Regions from separate parts of the Zea mays genome. Here all the other regions are linked to region 2. A link is a contact called in public Hi-C data. All regions are on one chromosome and are shown on one strand. Each heading gives the region's core, a stretch centred on a gene start, on an enhancer-like site or on the middle of the called end of the contact. The rest is flanking DNA. Distances are from core to core; before and after follow the strand shown.

What was found. A called contact is a pair of places that touch in the nucleus more often than the background predicts.
Region 1: a Hi-C map of leaf shows a contact between it and region 2, with 9 times the contacts expected there. The contact joins the promoter of LOC100283793 here to the enhancer-like site in region 2. A contact is called at or near these places in 9 of 25 Hi-C or Micro-C datasets (bundle sheath, ear, endosperm and 3 more).
Region 3: a Hi-C map of tassel shows a contact between it and region 2, with 5 times the contacts expected there. The contact joins two enhancer-like sites. A contact is called at or near these places in 3 of 25 Hi-C or Micro-C datasets (bundle sheath, leaf and tassel).

What each region holds. Positions count from the first base shown.
Region 1 is chr5:89,434,895-89,438,975 of Zm-B73-REFERENCE-NAM-5.0, reverse strand. LOC100283793 (fiber protein Fb15) reads right to left here and starts at 2,462. Exons shown (of 2, transcript NM_001156692.1): 1 at 1,996-2,462. The coding sequence starts at 2,306. The coding sequence ends at 2,031. It overlaps LOC100383870 (Putative clathrin assembly protein), which reads left to right and starts at 2,734. Exons shown (of 15, transcript NM_001176499.1): 1 at 2,734-2,909; 2 at 3,004-3,073; 3 at 3,194-3,291; 4 at 3,397-3,535; 5 at 3,634-3,761; 6 at 3,869-3,961; 7 at 4,066-4,081. The coding sequence starts at 2,829.
Region 2 is chr5:89,809,530-89,813,676 of Zm-B73-REFERENCE-NAM-5.0, reverse strand. It overlaps LOC100383536 (putative STRUBBELIG family receptor protein kinase), which reads left to right. Exons shown (of 17, transcript NM_001176184.2): 16 at 1-5; 17 at 547-1,313. The coding sequence ends at 633. Among protein-coding and RNA genes, the nearest start is that of LOC100383536, 22 kb to the left of the region's middle. Within about 2 kb of position 1,971, at least 16 of the 20 cell types and tissues checked have an H3K27ac peak or open chromatin away from gene starts, as enhancers often do. A contact at or near this core is called in bundle sheath, ear, endosperm and 3 more, where this site is marked.
Region 3 is chr5:90,097,699-90,101,894 of Zm-B73-REFERENCE-NAM-5.0, reverse strand. No RefSeq gene overlaps it. Among protein-coding and RNA genes, the nearest start is that of LOC100278031, 130 kb to the right of the region's middle. Within about 2 kb of position 2,929, at least 15 of the 20 cell types and tissues checked have an H3K27ac peak or open chromatin away from gene starts, as enhancers often do. A contact at or near this core is called in bundle sheath, leaf and tassel, where this site is marked.

The DNA.
Region 1 (4,081 bases), core at 1,213-3,712, 380 kb after region 2:
AGGTCTAAAACAGAGTATATGAAGTGTGATTTCAGTGCCATGGGGTATGAGGATGGCGATGTTAGTCTTGATGGGCAAGTGGTACCCAAGAAAGACACTTTTCGTTACTTAGGATCAATGCTTCAGAAGGAGGGAGACATCGATGAGGATGTCAGTCATAGAATTAAAGCTGGATGGTTGAAGTGGCAGCAAGCTGCGGGTGTCTTATGCGACCCCCGGGTGCCACACAAACTAAAAGGCAAATTCTACAGGACAGCAATCCGGCCGGCTATGTTGTATGGAGCAGAATGTTGGTCCACTAAAAGACGACATGTCCAACAACTAAGTGTGGCAGAGATGTGTATGTTGCGCTGGCTATGTGGCCACACAAGGAGAGATCGAGTCCGGAATGATGATATACGGGAGAGAGTAGGAGTGGCGCCAATTGAGGAGAAGCTTATGCAACATCGTTTGAGATGGTTTGGACATATCCAACGAAGACCTGAAGAGGCACCAGTGCATATCGGAATAATTAGGCGTCCCGAGAATGTGAAGAGAGGTAGAGGTCGACCAACCTTGACGTGGACAGAGGCTGTGAAGAGGGACCTGAAGGAGTTGAATATTGATAAAGAGCTCGTCGTGGATAGGAAGGGGTGGAAGTGTGCAATTCACATGCCAGAACCCTGATTTGTAGTTTCGCTTTTCCTCCTTAATCGTTTGACCTTCTCTTGTGCCCCTTTAGATCTTGCTGGTTCTTGTGGGTTTTATCTCTTTTTATGTGTTTCCCCGTTTCGTCGTTTTTCGGTTCTCCTTTGCCTTTGTCTCCCTTTTCTCTTCTTTGGGGGTTGAGCTCTGAGGTTTTCATATGGGGTTTCATCTCTAGCCTACCCCTACGTGTTTGGGACAAAAAGGCTTTGTTGTTGTTGTTGTGTAATGGGCAGCGTTTAGGTCCCCTATACAAAGCGGGCCACACCAAGCTTCTATACCCTATGACACAAAGCTCGAGTTCAAACACAATTTGGCTATTTGGTTCAGGCCCTGTTTGGAACCCATAGAGCTAATTGTTAGCTAGCTAACAAATTATTAGCTGGGTTGAACCAGCTAATGAACTAATTATTAGCTATGGGTTAGCTAACAATTAGCTGGGTATTAGCTGAGGGTGTTTGGAACATCTACAACTAATTTTAGCAGCTAGCTCTAAAGGTTCCAAACAGGGCCTTAGAAACAGATATATTTTCTCACTTCCACAGACAGAGCCCTACAGGTCAATGGTACATTTGTTGGAAGTCAAACAAAAAAACTGGAATCAAATTGCTGGAAATAGTAAGTTTTCATAAGGCTTCTTCAACAAAGCAGTAAACCTATTTGCTAACTAACCATTTCACATATCTCCAGATGTTGACTCAGACTTTTACACTCAACAAGACGAGTAGCACAAATTCGAAGTGAATTAAGGAGACAGATCTGTTAAGCAGGAATCCATTGTTGCGCTGTGATATGACAGTCACACATCTGAGTTTCCTGAGCAGGTACACACAATATAGATAAACAAAACTACAGCAGTACGATCAATAAAAAAATGTGATCACAAGCCAATAGTTAGATGCAATACATGAATATTTTTTAAAGACTGCAATCCATGAACACCCGATTTAAATTTGCCTGCATTCATCGTCAACTGAATCCCTGCACCCCTTGCGAGCAGAATGGGTGCGAAGGATAGCTCAAAATTTCTAGGGAAAGGCGCACTACATTGCACAAACACAAGCAAATAATCATCGGTAAAACTAGCGGCCGTAGGCAAATATTAATCACAACAAACACACCGATCTATAGCCAGCAATGCTCTGCACTAAGGCCTATCGCGTGCCGAATGTGCAAGGCTTGAACTCGTCCATCCAGATGCAATTAGTCGAGAGCAAGCTGGTCGGATCGGATCGGAGCGATCCGCGGTGCGCCAGCCACGGCCAGATCGGATACTATTGGGAAAGGAGAGACAGGGAGCCGCGGACTCACCTCCCGCGCTGCCGGCGAGGGACGGGGCAGCGGATCTAGTGCTTCCCACCGGTCCTCTCCATCTCCTCGAGGTGGGCGAGGTGGGCGCGCTCCCAGGGCAGATTGACGAAGTAGGAGAAGATCATCCCTCCGATGCAGACGTGGTAGAGAGGGTCCGGCGAGCTCGTGTCGATGTACTTCTCGATGTAGCGGTCGACGGCCTGGTCGGCGCTCTTCTTGACGTTGTCCCAGGTCAAGCGCGGCTTCAGGTAAGCCGGCACGTCGCGGACCTTCATGCTCCGGATCTCGTTGTACAGGGCACGCAGCGCCATGGCTGGCTGGTCTCTCGGCTCCGGGCTCTCTCGCTCGCTAGGGTTTGCTCGTCGGCGTGGGTGGGTGGGGATGGGGAGTAAGGGAAAGGGGAATTTGTTGGAGGAATCGAGAGATGGGGGTTCTTGGGCCGGGCCGGGCCGGGCCGGGCCTGTGTTGACTCGTGTAGTTGCTGGGGCATGGCATTTTAAGCCATGAGGCCCACGTAAGGCCCACAAGGCAGAGACGGCGGAGCGCGTCTGTCTTCGTCCTCCTCCCTCCCACATCCCACGCATACCGGTTCGGGCAGATACAAATGGCGGCAAGGCATCCCTCGTTCCCTCTCTTTCTCCCTCTGCTGGACCACCGCCACCAACCGCAGGCTAAAATTAGCGAGAGAGGTGTGCGGTGGGAAGGCGTGCAGGTATGGGGGGAAGCAGCAGGGGGTGGCGGCGAGGTGGCATTAGAGATTGGAAGGAGGGAGGGAGGAGGCGAGGTGAGAGAGGACGAAGAGGGCGCATCGTGGGTTGGGTGATCACGGCCTGATGGGGTCGTGGCGCAAGGCCTACGGCGCCCTCAAGGACTCCACCAAGGTCGGCCTCGCCAAGGTCAACAGCGAATTCAAGGTGAGCCATGGCGATCGCGATCCGGTTACCGTGGATTCCGAGTTCTCACCAACTGTCTGTCTGATGCCCTCTCTGTTTGTCTGGGAAAAAAAAGGAATTGGATATTGCAATTGTGAAGGCAACCAACCATGTTGAATGCCCTCCCAAGGAACGGCACGTCAGAAGTGAGTACTAGTCATCCTGTCCCCCCTCCGTCTTCTACATTGGATGGATCTTCCTTCCTGTCCCACCCCCCACCCCACCCCCAATTTGTGTGGCATTCTGATTCTCGTCTTGCGGCGCAGAAATACTCTTGGCGACCTCAGCAAACCGCCCTCGCGCAGACCTCTCGTACTGCATATACGCATTGTCAAGGAGATTGTCCAAGACAAAGAACTGGATAGTGCGTGTTCTTCCTCGTTGCCACTTTTTACTGATGATTCCTTCGACCGCGCCATGTGTCGAACCCATGGTTTTAACTAACGCATATCCAACGTTCGCGTCACAGGTTGCGCTCAAGACATTGATAGTGGTGCATAGGCTTCTGAGGGAGGGCGATCCCATGTTCAAGGAAGAGTTCCTGGCCTACTCATCCAGAGGGAACATCTTGCACATAGCCAATTTCAAGGACGACTCGAGCCAGTCAGGCGAGTTTCTTGTACTACCATCCTGCTGGCTGGGAGTCTCTGTAATTTCCGTTGCCCTGCCGAATGATGAACCAATCCATCCATCCTTGACTTGTCAGCTTGGGATTGCTCCGCATGGATTCGCGCCTATGGATGCTTCCTGGAGGAACGGCTCGAGTGCCTCAGGGTTCTCAGATACGACATCGAAACCGAGCGTCTCGTCAGATATCCCCAGACTTCCAGCAAGGTCCTCTTTTTCTGTCTTCTGAAATTTGATGCACGGCACTTTGATGGTGTAGAGACTTTTCGTCTTATGGCTGTGTACATGTTCCGTCATCCTGAAAAAAAAAACAGGTACATAGTAAAACCAGGACCCTGCCTAGCCCGGAACTCTTGGAGCAGTTGCCTGCACTGCAGCAGCTGCTTTTCAGGGTTGTCGGCGTCCAGGTCTGACACGCCAAACCTCTCCTGCTAGGCTTTCTTAATAAGTTGTTTAAGCTTGCTTGTTGAATGCCTGTTGCACTAGTTACCCCCTTCTTTGTCAATTCCAGCCTGAAGGCGCTGCCT
Region 2 (4,147 bases), core at 722-3,221:
TTCAGGTAATTCTAAGCTTCTTAAGCTTACATGCTCTGTTTATTCCCTACCTCTCTACAGTTAGAGCACAGCCATCATAAGCATTCTGGTTAACTTGCAGGAGTTTACTCATATTAGAATTAATCATATGTGAAGGTCACATGTTTCATGTTATAATAACCCTTGTGTTGTGTTAATACTTTAATTATACAGCATTAGTAGCTTTTGTTTGTTTCAGTTAGCTGCCAACTATGTCCTGTAGAAATAGATCTTTGTTTACAACAGCTTATCAACACAAGCATAGTCTGCTCACCTGAGTTCCAGCCTTTCCAGCGTGTTGAGTGTCTGCTTCTCTCCTCCCCTGCTGGAAGTCCAAGATTTCAGACATCTAAGTTATTCTATTGCATGTATATGTTTCGTAGTTCTTTTTAAACATCCGGTCATGTTCAGATCATCGAATGAAGTATTTGTATTTGTTTTTATTTTTCTATTCAATATTGCATTCTGGTTAGCGCTCTTTTCTAAAAATACCAAGATGCATTCAAGGTTCACACTTTTATTATGCAGCCGGGACCAGAATTCAGGCCAGCAATGTCTCAAATCGTCCAAGACCTAGCTAGGATTGTAGGTGCTAGTGGTGCGGTATCAGAGTGACAGATAAAGGGGGAACAGTAAACATCTAGCTTGACTGTATGCACTTGTGGAGACGCCAGAACGTTTGTTTCCTTTATCTAAAAAAAAGGTAAAACATCTAGCCTCAGTCGTGTGGCCAGTGAAGATTCATACATCCTCAGCGCAGTGCCAGGGGCACTCTCAGTATTTATGTTGGACGATATTGCGGCTAGTGTACATGCCATTTTGGAGCCCCATTTGCTTCTGGAAAGGTGTAGTGGTACTGTGGTAGTATGGCACAACCAGTGAGATATGGCTTCTCATTGTTGCTAGCAGATATTCCTGAGCTCCTCTAGACATGATAATTTCACCTGCAGGCAGTGTATCTCTTGTAACTAATTCCAATTTTTTATTACTTTATTATTACATTATAGCTAGTTATGTCAAATATGGTGCTTTTAGCTTGTCTTGAGACCTATGTTTCTCCTGGGAAAAGAACTGGCTTGCTGATTCTTTGCAGAGGCAAAGCAACCTTTTTCTGACCTGTACATGAAGATTCTCCTCCTTGAAGCGAAAGCACCTCTGCTAGGTATGCGTGGTGTGCTTGGTTCCTGACTTTTCTTCGTGTGGTTTCTTCAAGATGTAGAATAAGTTATGACAGTGTTCAACTATGCTGATTGGGGATTAGATAAACTTTTGTATTGATCCGTTCTTAACTGATAGATGGCACCCTGTGGTTGATTGCAAGCTTGATCTGTCATGTTGCGTCTTGTAGCATGCACTGTCAGGTTCTGGATTTCTGGCTGTTGTCTGTTGAACACTTTTTTAGCTTATTTCTTCTTCGTTTCCCCAGGTTACACTGGTAACAGAAAACTCGATTCTAGTTACCACTGCCCAGGAGTATATTTTGGCTTACAGTTTTGTATGCTTGAACTGATAGTATCATCTTTTGCCTTTTGGGCTTTAAGCAGGGCAAATGCTTTGTATCACAAAATCTAGAAAGTTTGCCCTCCTTCCTATCTCGCTGGAGAAATATTTGGTGATATATGCTCTATGTGTAAGTGTCAACGACTGCTGCGCAATCAGGTCTAAGGTGCAAGCGCACCAAACGAGTATCCTAGTCCGCAAGATTATGATCCAACCGTAGATATGTAGATATGACATATGGTTAGATCGTGATCTAACGGACTAGGGGAGTTGCGAGCCGCAGCTGTTTATAGAGAGCAGTTTATCATGCCATGAGGAGCAGTTTACCATGCCATGAGGATGGTCGCAACTGGATGTGCAATGCACCGAACAGTTTTGCCTTGTACTTGTACCCCCACTGAATCTCAGGCAGGAAAACAGGAGTACTATCTATGCATTATGCATCTGCCTCTAGTGGTCCATCTATTTCCATCGGGATGCCTGCCTGACGTGGCCCCGTGGCCCGCCTGATTTAGATAAGCTGGTCCACACCCATCGCATCATCCTGTTGTTGGTGCTGGAACGAATCGCGATATATACATTGAACAATTAGTTCCCCATCGACCAAGTGGACTCACACCCACCCAAGTGGCAACCGCGACTAATGTCGTGAGAACATTCGAGACCAACGCAATTGTTGTGATCAACTGATCGTATGCATTTTCTGATCAGAGGCCACGGAATTTACAGTAAATCACATGATGCTACTCACATCTTGGTTTGCCAAATAGTGGGTGGGATCCTGACCCTGCATAACTTTGGAAAACGAAGGACTGTTGACATGAAGCAAACATTCGTTGTTGAAAGTGCAGTCATCCCTTTTGTGAGTTTTGGTGATTTGGATAACAACACATTTAAAGGTCTAACAAGTTTGCTAAGTGTTGAACAGAAAATTCAGTATGATGAACATACTTGAATAGTGTATAATGATCAGTGAATAAGGTTCAACACAAGGTCAAATAACCAGTGAGACAATGCAAATGGATATAATATGGTCTATATATTGGTTTGAATATATGGACAAGTCCCGAGAAATCACTATGCATAAATATGATCATAATAGAGGTTGAAGTGATTAAGAGGATTGGTTAAGCCAAAGTGAATAAGATATGAGGAATCGTGAATTGACTTGACCATATTACTATTAGTACATATATGAATATATGAGAATCAAACTAGAGTTTGATTGATCTTAGCAGTTATATCTAGATGACATTCAAGCAAGGTTCACAATATTGAAGAAATGATTCTCTCAATGGATGCTCAATAGGATGTGACTCAAGAATGACTTGATAGGGTGAAGATAGCAAGGAAAGGGCTTCGAGGAACTAAGCGAAGGTGAAGGCCAGGCGACGGCTTGTAGACCGAGGTACCATGACTAAGGTGAAGAAGAGAGTACTTGCACTAAGTCGATGAACTAATTAGCTATAAAGAGTTACAACATGTTGATGCATCAGTAAGGTGACTTGAAGCCATGATTTGAACTCATATATGGTGAAATGGCACAAGTCACATGCTCGATTTGTGTTTGCTTCAAAAGGTGAGACAAAGATGTTTGTGATCCTTATGAAGCAACACCATGGAGAAACCACATTTGAGACACCAATGACTCAAGGAGTTTACTTAATTATATTTTATTTAACTTGAGTATAGAAATCGTCGTACTATCAATGGGGATCCATAAAGAAGGTTGGTGTTGGTACTAAAGCTCAAAATCCTTGATCTAAAACTTCCATTTTACTCTTGTTTCACTTTAGTTTTCTCAAAATCTGTGCAACAATTTCAAAAATCAATTCAACCAGAATTAAAACCGGTTCAACCAGTTTCTGCACTGTTCCCCTCTGTCACTGCCAGTCTGCCAGTCAGTCCTGTCAGGAAAAGTCGTGTGCAGATTTTTGGAAAACGGTTCAACCGAATTTTGGCCCGGTTCAACCGAACTTTGGCCCGGCTCAACTGGGATTTGCAACCGGTTCAACCGAATTTTGGTCTGGCTCAACCGAATTCGAGTCCGGTCCAGTCTCCGGCTGAGTTCGCCAGTGAACCGAAAACCCCCTGATGGAATTTGGTTCAACCGGTTTTAGAACCGGTTCAACCGTTTTTCAGTCAGATTTCCCCAACGGCCACCAGCTTTTGGGGGCACCTTTATATACACCTCCCACACTCTTCCCCATATAAGAGCACGCACAAAACTTCATTCCCAATCTGAGAAACACCTCCCACTCTCTCTCACACACCTCTTGCCTCTCCCATTTCAAATCTTTGGAGAGAAATCTTTGAGTGAGATTGAAGAGCTGTGATTTTGGTGCTTCATCTCTAAATCCTTCTTGCGCTTCTTGATTCGAGCTTTGGTACTACATCGAGTTCTTTGTGGATTCATTACTCTTGGAGCTTCTAGCTCCTAGACGACTAGGTGTCTCTTGTGAGTCTCCATATCTTGTAAAAAACCACAAGAAAGTATGTATTACCCGCTCGTTTGAGCAAAGATTAGTGTGTGGGATTGACCTTTGTGGTCGGCAAAGGGAGGATTAGGGTTGAAAGAGACCCGGCTCTTTGTGGGCGCCTTAATAAGGAAGTAGGGCACCTTGGTGGT
Region 3 (4,196 bases), core at 1,680-4,179, 290 kb before region 2:
GCGTTGGTCGCTTGTGAAAAGTCCACTATATGTATATATGTCCATTTCGAAAAAAAAACATTGTGGTAAATGAAAAGGACAAATGGAGCAAATTTCAACTGGAGTAGATTATATAGTTCAAACAAAAATTCCACCTGCCATGTTACAATATATAATTGTCATAATGAGCATTATTTCTGGTAGATAATTTTAACAATAATAACAATTCAGAAGACGCTTAAGTAGGGCTGAAAACGAGTCAAACCGAGCTGAGCTCGGATCGAGTCTCAGTGTGACTCGCTAAGTGATCGAGCTCGGCTCAGTTCGCCTACTCAACGAGCTATAAAAGGAGACTCGCTAGCCGGCTCGGCTCGCGAGCTGCACCTTAAAAACTAATATTGCATTATACAATGAAATAATAGTATATAAATGTGAAATAAATAATCATAATACAAAATTACAAATAATATAAATTATAATTGTCATATATCCATCATTAAAGACTAAGAAACGAGTCAGATATTTATAAAATTATTCAATATCCATCATTATTGTGTAAGTTGATTAATTTTGTGCAGCTCGTGAGCCAGAGCGGCTCGGCTTGTTGCCTCAACGAGCTCGAAAACATGGCTCCGCTCGGCTGGCTCGAGCCATTCTGAGGTCGAGCCGCTCACGACCTTCCACTTTTTTCGCGTAGGTTTGACATATTTGATCTAGTATCTAAATTTTAATGTGACCTGTAAGTCAGAGTCGAGGAAGTATATTTCGGGGCTTAAATATAGTGGCAGAAGATAGAAGTTAATTAGGATGCATATGGTTATTTGTACTCGAAACAGTTTTCCTGTCCTGACAGAGTGAGACAGTGCATATGGCTCTCCCCGCAGGCGAAAGTGACTGCCCATGGGCCATATGGGCATGAATGGGGGAGGTGACATCCATGATCCATGGATCGACAAGCATAATGGCCTGTGCAGCAACGTGATAAAGGATGTCCCTCATCCTTCTTCGCCTCGAGGTTCATCTCGAGGGTTTGCACGCCGCCGCAGCTCCGGCGTGCAAGTTGACGAGTGGGGCCAGGCACATCATGTAATGCGTGGACACACACATTAACACTCTATATATACAAATATATAAAAACACTTATATGTTTATTTATTTATTTATTTAATTATTTCTAGAACCAACACCGAGGACATATTGATACTGGCAAGAAACTAGTGTCGTGTACGAATACACTGTTGCATGCGAACACACTAGTATTGCGGAACATTTACGCCTTGCGTAATAAGTAAAAGGCGTTCCCCCTTTTGTGGGCTGGGCCGGGGCCCTTTTCCCATGCCTTTTTCTCTTTTATATCGGCTCTTTTTTCCTTTAATCTTTACTACCACTTTTTTTACTTGTTGCCCACAAAATTACGAGCTCGCTTTTGATTATGCTCTTCTCCACTTCATAGCACTAACAAAATGACATGATGCTGCCTTTTACTACCTCCTCCATTCAAAAAAAAGTTAACAGTGTCATATATTTATGACGCTGTGTCAGCTGCTAGTACTGTGAAACTGGATTTGACCCTCAAACTAAAGCTGCTAGTGGCTCATATATATATGTCTCTCGCGAGGCATGTGGAAGATGGAAAGTGTGTGTTGTTTAAAAGTTGCTATACGCATGGCATGGCAGTGTTAGGACATGTAGGTTGCGCTTGAGGAGATTTGAGCTGATCAGTGTGCAGTGGGAGTCAACAATGGCTGCCCATCATGGCGCAAAAACGAAGGGTCTAGCCGCCAAAGTGAAGGTGCTTTCCTTGCATGCAGCAATCAGCATGCTCGTCGACCTCAAGTGTCCTTGCATTTGTCCCCTAACCACTGCACTGTCTGTAGGGGGCACCTACTCGCGGCGTGAGATCTCTCTGGTGAGCAGCGTGGCAGCTCATGCAGCCATGCAGTGCCTGCTGGGGGAAGGATGAGGACGGTCGGTCTGAGATGGTCATGGAGGGCAGCAGTGGAGCGACACTGCCTCTGTGACTGTGAGGAAGAAAGTGCTCTTTTATACGTATGTATGTAGAGAATGTTGTACTGTTGACATGTGGATTCCATAGACGACATGTGGACTGTCAAGAAAACAGTGTACTGGATGATCCTTCAGTTCCTCGGTATATATAGCAATAACTAGAGTCCATGTACGTGTCCCCTGAATAATATATGAAAACAAAAAAAAATTCTGGTTGAAAACTGTTAAACACAAACTCGTTTCTTGTGATCCAATCCAAATAGGTCAGCGACAAACCACATTCCCTGTCAGCAATAGAATATTTTGTTCTCATCCTCTCAAATTTATTTCAGTATCAAATAAGCGCTCAATATAGGTTGATAGAGAGCCTGGCATGATAACAGTGACGAATAAAAGGGGACATGTTTAACAGCTATATATTTGCTATAGAAGCAACAAAATGTATTATCATTCTAATCCTCCACTTACTCAGAACGACATTAATTGATATCACAATAAGCGTGCGTTCTCTGATGAACCTTCTGAGGACTAGGACTGTTGTGTCTTTGAAAAAAATCACACGTCTGATTAGTTGGTCATAGGAGTAGCATTATTTGTATAGTGTAATATTGTCACGCTTTTACAAGTTATTGACGAATGAGACCTACATAGCAGAAAAAAAATCTTGTCATAATTGTAGCTCTAAACCAAACGTATGCCTAACTTGCTAACATTAGACGTGGTAAATTGTGGAAGATGAATCAACAAACCAAACAGCCCTTAAGAAACCGACTATTTCGATGTCCATTATTTCGGTTCGGTGTTCAGTGCACACTGATCACCGAAATTTCCTTGCCCCTTACAACTCGCACCACGAGTCGCTGTTGTCGCTCTGTGCATCTTGCTTAGACCTGCTTCGAAGCCCATGTTGTTGGCCTGCTGCCGCCGCGGTTTCTTGACCGTAAAGAAAGAGTGCTGGGCTGTAAGAGCGTTGGCTTGTTGAGCTGGGATGGCGAGTGGCCCATGTGATCTATGTACTCTTTCTTTACTTTTTGGTTTATATGGTATATTTCTTTTTTTATATTTTTATACTACTTTCATTTATTTTTTTATTTTACTCTACTTAATTAATTTCTTAAGTTTTTTTCTTCTATTTATTTTGCCTTTCATTTTCTCTTTTCTTTTTATTTTATCTGTTTCATGTATTTCATTAAATTACTCTAATAATTTATTTTTATTAATTATTTTCAATTTGTTTGTTTGTTTTTTTACTTACATGAAATACATATCATATGTATATGTTGTACATGTTTTTTTTAAAAAATTATTCTAGATTTTAGTTTTCCTTTCCATCTAGTTTATTTTGGTTTGATTATTTATTTCTATAAATATTGTGTTCGTGAGATGCTGCATGATCTTGATTCTTTACATAGGATCCATATAAGGCTAGATATCGAGCTAGCTTGGCTTGGCTCAACTCGTTAAGGAACCGAGCCAGAGAACCGACTCGGGTTGGCTCGTTTTCTAGATCAAGCTGGCTCATTTAGCTCACGAGTCATAGAAAAGCTATATACATACATATATATGCCAACATAATCAGTTGCTCGTTAACTCTAAACCAATTTAACATCACTAGCATATAGGTCGTGTTAACACTACGATCCTGAAGAGTGGAGTAGTCGATGACGGCAACAACGCGAGTGAAGGAAGGGGGAGGGGCGGTGGTGTCAAAGGGGAAGAAGGGGTAGGCTGGGGGCGGCGGGGTCGCCGGGAAGGAGGAGGGGGAGGGGGAGGGTTGATCTAAATAATATTGTCTATTAGATTTGAGTGGGTAAGAGAGAGGTTTATACAACGATCTGAAATGTTGGTCTTGATTGTGTGTTAAGATTGGTGTTTTTTGGTGGATTTAGTGGATGCTATAGGTGTGGGTGTCAGTTGGCTAAGGGTCTGTTTGGTTGGGCTGTGGCTGTGGAAAAAGTTGCTGTGGGCTGTGAGCTGTGGAAAAAGCTGCTGTAGGCTGTGTGCTGTTAAAAAGCTAAAAATCGTTTGGTGGAAACCACTAAAAATCGTTAAAATTTCTTCGATATATGTTTTCACAGTTCCATCCAAAAGCCACTAAAAGCAGGTCTAGGGGTGCTTTCAGTTTTGCACTACGAGAAAGTCGGCTTTTAGAAAAAGCTGCTTCCTGGATTCAGCCCTTTGGTTGGCTTTTGGCTTTTAGGGGGCAAAAG